Regions from separate parts of the Oncorhynchus mykiss genome. Here region 1 is linked to region 2. A link is a contact called in public Hi-C data. All regions are on one chromosome and are shown on one strand. The core of a region is the stretch at or near the end of the contact, and the rest is flanking DNA. Distances in the headings are between cores, read along the strand shown. Region 1 holds the start of kiaa0586 (protein TALPID3). Region 2 overlaps kiaa0586 (protein TALPID3).

What was found. A called contact is a pair of places that touch in the nucleus more often than the background predicts.
Region 1: a contact with region 2 is called in a Hi-C map of blood, with 5 times the contacts expected there. The contact joins the promoter of kiaa0586 here to the enhancer-like site in region 2. A contact is called at or near these places in 2 of 3 Hi-C or Micro-C datasets (blood and liver).

What each region holds. Positions count from the first base shown.
Region 1 is chr19:32,366,814-32,370,701 of USDA_OmykA_1.1, forward strand. It overlaps kiaa0586 (protein TALPID3), which reads right to left and starts at 2,369. Exons shown (of 30, transcript XM_036954656.1): 1 at 1,403-2,369; 2 at 1,222-1,280; 3 at 1,048-1,111; 4 at 63-132. The coding sequence starts at 1,733. It overlaps timm9 (mitochondrial import inner membrane translocase subunit Tim9), which reads left to right and starts at 2,417. Exons shown (of 4, transcript XM_021573950.2): 1 at 2,417-2,673; 2 at 3,088-3,149. The coding sequence starts at 3,111.
Region 2 is chr19:32,290,880-32,294,941 of USDA_OmykA_1.1, forward strand. It overlaps kiaa0586 (protein TALPID3), which reads right to left. Exons shown (of 30, transcript XM_036954656.1): 21 at 2,489-2,673; 22 at 2,149-2,317; 23 at 1,702-1,864; 24 at 1,110-1,372; 25 at 828-904; 26 at 587-712; 27 at 31-205. Among protein-coding and RNA genes, the nearest start is that of irf2bpl, 56 kb to the right of the region's middle. Within about 2 kb of position 2,617, at least 1 of the 11 cell types and tissues checked has an H3K27ac peak or open chromatin away from gene starts, as enhancers often do.

The DNA of each region.
Region 1 (3,888 bases), core at 1,119-3,618, 76 kb after region 2:
AACACAAATACATCTGGCATGTAAAAAGTGAGAATCATCCCACAGCTTTGTGCCATGCTTACCTCTGTCTTAGAGCTGCCAAGATTGCCCCTTTGCCACCAGCAGCATATCGGGATATTAGCAGATCATGGTCTAAGGGACAATCCAAGAGTGGGGTTAGGATACAAAATGGCATAGGGTGAACTCGCAAAGTATTGGGACAGTGACAATATTGTTCGTGTTTACCTCTGTAGTCCAGCACTTTGAATTTGAAATGATACAATTACTATGAGGTGCAGACTGTCAGCTTTAATTTGAGGGTATTTTCATCCATATTAGGTGAAACGTTTAGAAATTACAGCACTTTTTATACATTGTTCCCCCATTTTAGGGGACCAAAAGTATTGGGGAAAATGTATTAAAGTAATCAATAGTTTAGTATTTAAGTCCCATATTCCTAGCACATAATTATTACATCAAGCTTGTGACTCTACAAACTTGTTGGATGCATTTGCTTTTATTTTGTGCCCAATAGAAATTAATGGTATTTTGAGTTATGTTTTATTGTAAACAAGAATATAACATAATAGAATGTGGATGCTACCATGATTACAGATAATCCTGAATAATGATGAGTGTGAAAGTTAGAAGCACAAATATCATAGCCCCAAGACTAGCTAACCTCTCACTATTACAATAACAGGCATATTAGCATATATGATATTAATATCTCTGTAACTTTCGCACTCATCATTATTCATGATTCATTCTGGGTTATTGGTAATCATAGTAGCATCCACATTAATGTAGAATTGTTTAGAAACATATTCTATTCTTATTTTGAATAAAAGTATCTCCAAATACAAATATCTCCAAATACAATCACAGTCTGCACTTTAACCTCACAGTCATTGTATCATTTCAAATCCAAAGTGCTGGAGTACAGGGCCAAAACAACAAAATCACTGACCCAATACTTTTGGAGCTCACTGTATATGAAGTAGCCAGTAGATAATCAATGACAGCATGCTGTCCAGTACATCACAGGTTTAGCCCAAGGACACTTACCTTTGTCCTCACTGCCCTTAGGTTGAACAGAGGTCAGTGTTTCTTTTCCATCTATACTAGGAACCTGAAATTGGAAATGAAATGACACCAGTTTAAAATGTATTATATTAGTATGGGTGACATACTTGTGAGGCACACACTTCTCAGAAAAGAACAAGCTAGAAGACATCTTACTTGGGACTCGTTTTGCGGGACTCTTTTTATCGGACTCTTTTTGTGTGCTTTCGTTCCCTCTGGAAAAGACAACATGGGAAGAGCAAAATGTTGGTCAGACTGAAATCAATGGCATATACAACTGCAATACAATATAACAGTTTCGCTGGCCTTATAACAAGTGTGGGTTTACTAAGCCTACCAGAGGGTGAAACTGATGGCAGGTTTGCTTGCAGGGCAGGAGGCACATGCCTGTGCTCTTGTTTCCTTGCTTGTCTTTGCTTTTCGATCTTTGGTGGCTCGTCAAGAAGAGAGCACTTCTTCACTGTTATCTTTACATTGTCTGTTTTATTAGATACGGTGGACAACGACCCCAAATCCCTCTGCCCTTCATTGCTCCGCTCAGGAAAGTGAATCTTTGTTGCACGAATCAAGACGTCTCCAGCATCAGAACTTGAAGTGGATTCGTCAAGGTTAATATTCCTTGCAAAGTTCAGAAGTTCATTTGATCGGCTCAGAAGAGCATGAGCCATATCTAATCGACTCTGACGCTCAGTTGATTATCTAGTAGCGAGCACTGCAGCAGAGTAGAGTATGATAGCTAGTATGCTCAACACCAGACCCGATCAGGCGTTACACATAACATAGTTGTTACTAACCGTGGGAGTTGATATAGATAAATAAACAACCACTGTCGTCATTTTCCTTAGGAAGACGAACATTCAAATATCCCGCTTCACGCTTGTTTAATGACGACTTTATGCTAACAGTAGCTAGCTACTAACGTTAGCTGGCTAACACCTCTAAACAGTTGAAAGCACAACGCGACAAAACTCAGTAGGAAGTAGCTAGCTAGACCTATGTAATTTTGAACAAACTGAATTCGTTGCAACCCGAGGTCAGAATCGAACGATACATAATAGCTTCACAACTGCTAGCTAACGATGGAAAATATGAAAACACAGCAACTGTTGCTGACAACAATAACTTCCGGTCAACGACCAATCCTCTCTCCGCGATAAATATCGCCATCATCTGCTGGGCATGATAGGGACTCCATGGATGAGGAAACATTAATCAAAAGAGAACATATATTAATCAAATATTAAATAATTTAAAGTATTTGGTTGACCATTATTTATATTAGATAAAAGGTGCGCTAGCGAACAACAGGATAATGAGGTACTGAATATTTTAATTACCTCGTGTTACACCGGAGTGTTTATGTAGTGACACAAAATTCATCTTAATTTGACATTTCGGTTATTATTTTCGACAATTTACTTTTCGATTTTGAGTTCCATACATATCCCCACGAACGTATACAATATTTAATACTATCATAGAAATATTTGTTTGTTTTAAAAACTATTTTTAATTTCCAATATCTGGCCTTTCAAGCCTCTCAAAACTGTTGGTGCCGCAGCCACTGCAGTCCCTTTTTCACAACGTCACATGTCCTTCGGAATCTGGGTGGGTGAATGACTTTTTTGCTGTGTTAAAGAAAATGTGATTTATTATGCATTTTGTGCACACAACTTGATATCAAAATGTATGTAATGTCTTCAAATGCTTCACTTGACCTTCAGAACTGCGCTATATATTTAGCCTGTTAGGGACCTTTTAACGTTAGCTGTCCACTAAGCTAGCTAGCTAACTAACACAAGGCTTAAACTATGTAGTAGCTAGCTATGGAATGGTCAGTTATGAATTCATGGTTAGGTGTCATATATAGCTAATCAACTAATACTCTGTAGCTATCTTGGTAATTCAGTACTCCCTATTCCTAGCTAGTTATAACTAGTGAACGGACATCATAGCTACATAACAATGGATAGGGCTGTCATTCAATCGATTACATTCATGGGTGTAACTTTAATCCAACAGAAATATCGTCCATTTGAACCACCATGTCTATCCAGGTGACAGAAGCGGACCAGGTTAAACAGGTATGTAAATTGAGGATACTCGCACCCCAGTGGAGACTGGTGACTTGAAAAATTGAGGAGGATGGGAGACTCACGGTATGTTTCAAAGTCATCAAAGACGAATTATTTTAACCTAAAGCATTTAATAAACACATGTATAGTACAGTATTATGGGGAAGGGGGATGAGAGGGCTACTTAAACAGTGTTGGGAAGTGATCACAGCAGTGATTGAATGAGGGTATGAGGCATGAGTTGAGGTGTTCAGAGGCTTGACCAGTGCAGGACAGGATTTTACTGGGAAGACAAAAAACAATAACAAGACACTACACAGTTAGACAAGAGCTAAGAATGAGTTAGTCCAAGCAAGGAGTAAAATCGTTGATGTGTAATAATGTGATTGTGTATGTGATTGACTACATACAGTAATGAGAGAAAAGTGATCTGGGTACTCGCAGTGCTTGGAAGGGAAACATTCAACGTGCCAGTGGATGAGAGGGCACATGAGACGCTGTGGCTTCTGTTCATGTCAGGAGAAACAATGGTAGTGGAGTAGTCATCACCTCTTAATCAGGGAACAGGAGGGGAGTTAGCTGTAAATACAAATAGCAGATACATTCCGTTACAGCTGCGCCATTGTAGGTTTGGATGATGAGTTTCTCTATGAAGTTAAACTCTGACATCTCAAAATTCATCAAGTCAAACACAGACTGTGCATCCTGCCCACTTGACACATCAAAGTATCCCAAGAAATGTTCCTGA
Region 2 (4,062 bases), core at 1,367-3,866:
AGAAACATTGCCGTGCGGTTCCAGTTCTACCTGCTGACTGCAGGGTGAGCTGTCCTGGGGAGGTGACGTGTCCCTGTCTGGGGTTGGGCTCTGTCCTGTTCCAGGGCTGGACAGTGAGGGAGTGTCCAGTAACTAGCCTCTCCCCTGCAGGATGCAGCCTGGGTCTCTGGCCTTCGCTGACCTCTCCCTCCTCCTCCCAGGACTCCTGGGGATTGGGGGGGACACAGCAGTCACAGCTCACTGAGCTTTTGCAAAACATTTGGCTACGGTCTGCCATTCTGAACATGACCCTGCACTGCAAGGGCTTAATGCCTTGGCTGTTTGCTTGCGAATCACAATATTTTTTTTACAATTCCAAGTCAGCATTAACCCAGTATTTATGTACACTGTGCCAAAGCTTTTGTCTATATTGCATTTCATTGGATTTCCCTTGCATAAATGCTATGCACAAACACAATAAGGTCACCTTCCATTTTGGCATGCATTGACAAATGGGGAAAAGCTGCCACCTAGAGGCATTTTAATGTCACAACGGGAAAAATAAAGCTCCAGTATGTACAGAGCAGTGCAGTAGTCTGATAGTTACCTCCGGGTCAGGGCGTGTCTGCGTGATGACCCCCTGGTCCATCTTAGCCAATAGAGACAGGATGGGGTCGTGGTGGGCCGGGTTGACAGGCCTCCTCACCTGACCCTCACTGGGCGGGTCGTAGTCCTGAGTGACACAGGAAATGTAACAGCGTTGTTTGCTGTGTATGGGAGCCGTTTGGACATTTGGAATAACAGCGCTATGATAGTAAAAGAAAAGCAGTGGAGACTGTGCCACTCACCATGTCCTGAACCTCCTGCAGCGAGCTGGAGAAGCTGTTGATTAGATAGGGAACATAGAAGCCTTCCTCCTCAAAGGCTGGGTGGAAACAGACGAAAAGGCATCAATGGGTTTGACATGATAATAGTCACACTATGAGGACTATGGAGTTGACAATCTTAGGAACTGATGGCCTTTTGTAGACCACCCGACGTCTGAGGAAATAATCCCCAACACTGTGTGTGTGTGTGTGTGTGTGTGTGTGTGTATGTGCGCGTTGAGCTGCGTTGTCTATCCATCTCACCCCGTGCTGCTGCCGCCTGGCTATAGCTGAGGAGCAGCTCTCCCTCTGAGATGTGTCTAGCAGCCGCGTCTGTCCCAGTGACTGTGGAACTACTGCTGCTGCTGGTCGTCTCCTCCGACGAGGAGGAGGGGGGAGTGGAGGGGGTCTGAGGCCCAGGTGGGGGTGGTGGAGTAGGGGAGTGGGGAGACCGGGTCAGGGGGCTGGAGGTTACAGGTGGGACTGGAGGCACACTGACAGGCTCTTCCTCAGCCACTGACATCACTCTGTAGAAAGAGAGAAGAGAAAAAGAAGGAGAGAGAGAAAAAGAGAGAGATGAGATATTAGTAGGATGGGTGGTGCTCGGTTAGGTTAAAACCAATAACCATCTATGTTCCAGGCCTGTGTGTTATCTTCGCATGTTCTTTGTAACTCTAACTGCATTGTCATCTCCTGACAGCAGGGGGAGCTGTGGTACAATACAACCACACCAAGCAGTGCATCCTACACTCGCCACTATGTCCCCTTATTGTCTTCTGAGGGAGGTCCCCACGCAGTTCCACCATTCAGAAAGACAGACAGACAGACAGTAGAATCAGCAGACAGGCAGACTCACAGTGGCTTGTTGTGCTTCTCCTGCTCCTCTACAGGGCTGTGGGGTTGCTCCTCAGCCAGGGGCAGCGATGCGTCTCCCCAGGGTCCGGCAGGGCCAGAGGGAGGGGACACCGCCAGGGGAGAGGGGTTTGGAGTGGTGACTGGGGTCACTATTGGCTCTGGGTCTGAGATCAAAGTGGAACAGGAATGTTCAGCATCTCATTGGATAGGCTGGGGATCATTCTATCATGGATAAGCCCAAGTTTTTCCTGACCATGTGACCAGCACAAGAAAAACTCTAGAACTCTAAAACTCTGCTTATAACTAGGTCGCTGAGTTTTCCCTTATCAGGTCACATGATCATGAAAAGCTGTGGTCCCTAGTCATGGACCACTCCATTACTATGACCGCAGACGGAGTATGCAGAGTGTGCGTGTGTAATGGAGATACAGTAACTATGCTATGAGACCTGCAGGTGTGAAGACGTGAGGCTCCTGTGGCTGGGGTTCTCTGGGTGACTGCTGGGGGGTCCCCTGCTCTGAAGCCTGTGGGGTAGCCAGGGGGGACAGGCCTCTGCTGGGGGGCCCAGGACTAACACTGGGCTCTGGGGTGGGCACTGGGGTTGGCACCAAGGGCTCCTACAACAGCACCACATTGTGGAAAGAATACAATTACAATAAAATACTGTAAAAAAAAGAACAAATAACTCAGTGTAAATGTTAGATTAGAAATACTATTTCAAAATACTATTTTTTGTTTTATTTATACAGTAAAGACTGATTTATTGATTGATTGACTGTACACAGTACCTCCTGCGACGGAGGATCCCGAGGCTTGGCTGGTGCTACAGGTCTCTCCTGTCCCTCTCTCTGTCCCAGCATCAGGGCTATGGTCTCTGCCAGTGCCTCGTTCACATACTGTCTGATCAGCTCCGAGTCCACAGGAACACTGGCGTCCACAAACAGCTGTAGGCCCTCTCCACCCGCAGCCTCCACTGGAACCACACATTGTAGCAGAGCGTTTTGCAACAGAAAACCAACATCTGTGTTCTGATTGGACGGACACAAAGTTTCAAAACGGATTCTCACTACGGAACATCTACTCTTCTGGTATGCCCATTTTTGCATACGAGATCATTTTAACAAAACAATTAAAAGAATAGTTGACATCCAATCGCTGGGTTTATATTGCACAAAAGAAGCCCAGCAGTTTCCCCCTCATTCTTCTCACTGTTCTGTCTAAAGGGAGTAGCAGAGTCACCCTCCAGTGATCACAGGGTGGAGGCCTCATCTGCAAATGTGATACATCATTGATCTTTCTACTAGATGAGAGCGTGAGGCAACGTCCCAAATGGCACCCTATTACCTATATTGTGCACTATAAAAGGGGGCACTACAAAGGGAACGGGGTGCCGTTTGGGAGACGACCTGAATCCATGGCCCGCTAACGTCGCTGCCACTGCCTCTCTTAAGTGTTCTGACTGCAATCCGTAGCAGCGAAGAAGAAGGAGAAGCAGAGCCGGGTAGATGAGAAAGAGCAATCAATGATTTAATGAGAAACTGTATTATCGTATTGGGGCTTTGACATGTCTTCTCCCTTCACGACAGACAGCTCGCACTCAAATAAACCGTGAGGCATAACTTTCAATGAGGCAAGTTCTCTCATCTCACCCCGCTCCTGCGCACACTCCACTGGCTTCCAGTCGAAGCTCGCATCCACTACAAGTCCATGGTGCCAACCTACGGAGCAGCGAAAGAAACTGCCCCTCCCTACATTCAGGCTCAGGCCCGACACCTCAACCCCAGCACTCAGGTCTCTTGGCCCTCCCACCACTACGGGACGGCAGCACCCGCTCAGTCCAGTCCAAGCCCTTCCCTGTCCCGGCACCCCAATGTAGGAACCAGCCTCCCCCCGAAGCTAATCCCTCCTCCTCACCTCAACCCCCCCCACCCCCAAACAAAAAAAACATTAACTAGCACTAACCCCCCCCCCTGTGATATGTGACATGTGGTTGTCTCGCCTAGCTATCTTAAAATGAAATGAATTAATGTAAAATTAATTGCAAAATCCTGTTCAACACGGAACTTGAACCAAGGGGATGATGTACAGTCCATCTATTCAGTTTCATGTCAATATCTCAGCAGGCGTACCAACCCCATTTGAGCTCATTTATTAAAAGCCACGAGGGACATTTTGGGATTCCTGAACATGAGGATTGCGGTCGGTGGCTTGACAAAGCCGTTGAGCTTGAGGTAGCGTTTCGCATGTCATCGGATGGTTAACAGCACTCACAATGCTACCACAGAGCCCCACTGACACAGTCACTGTACCACAGAGCCCCACACAAATTCCCTGAGGAAAGTGGCTACCAGACGCTCCCAAG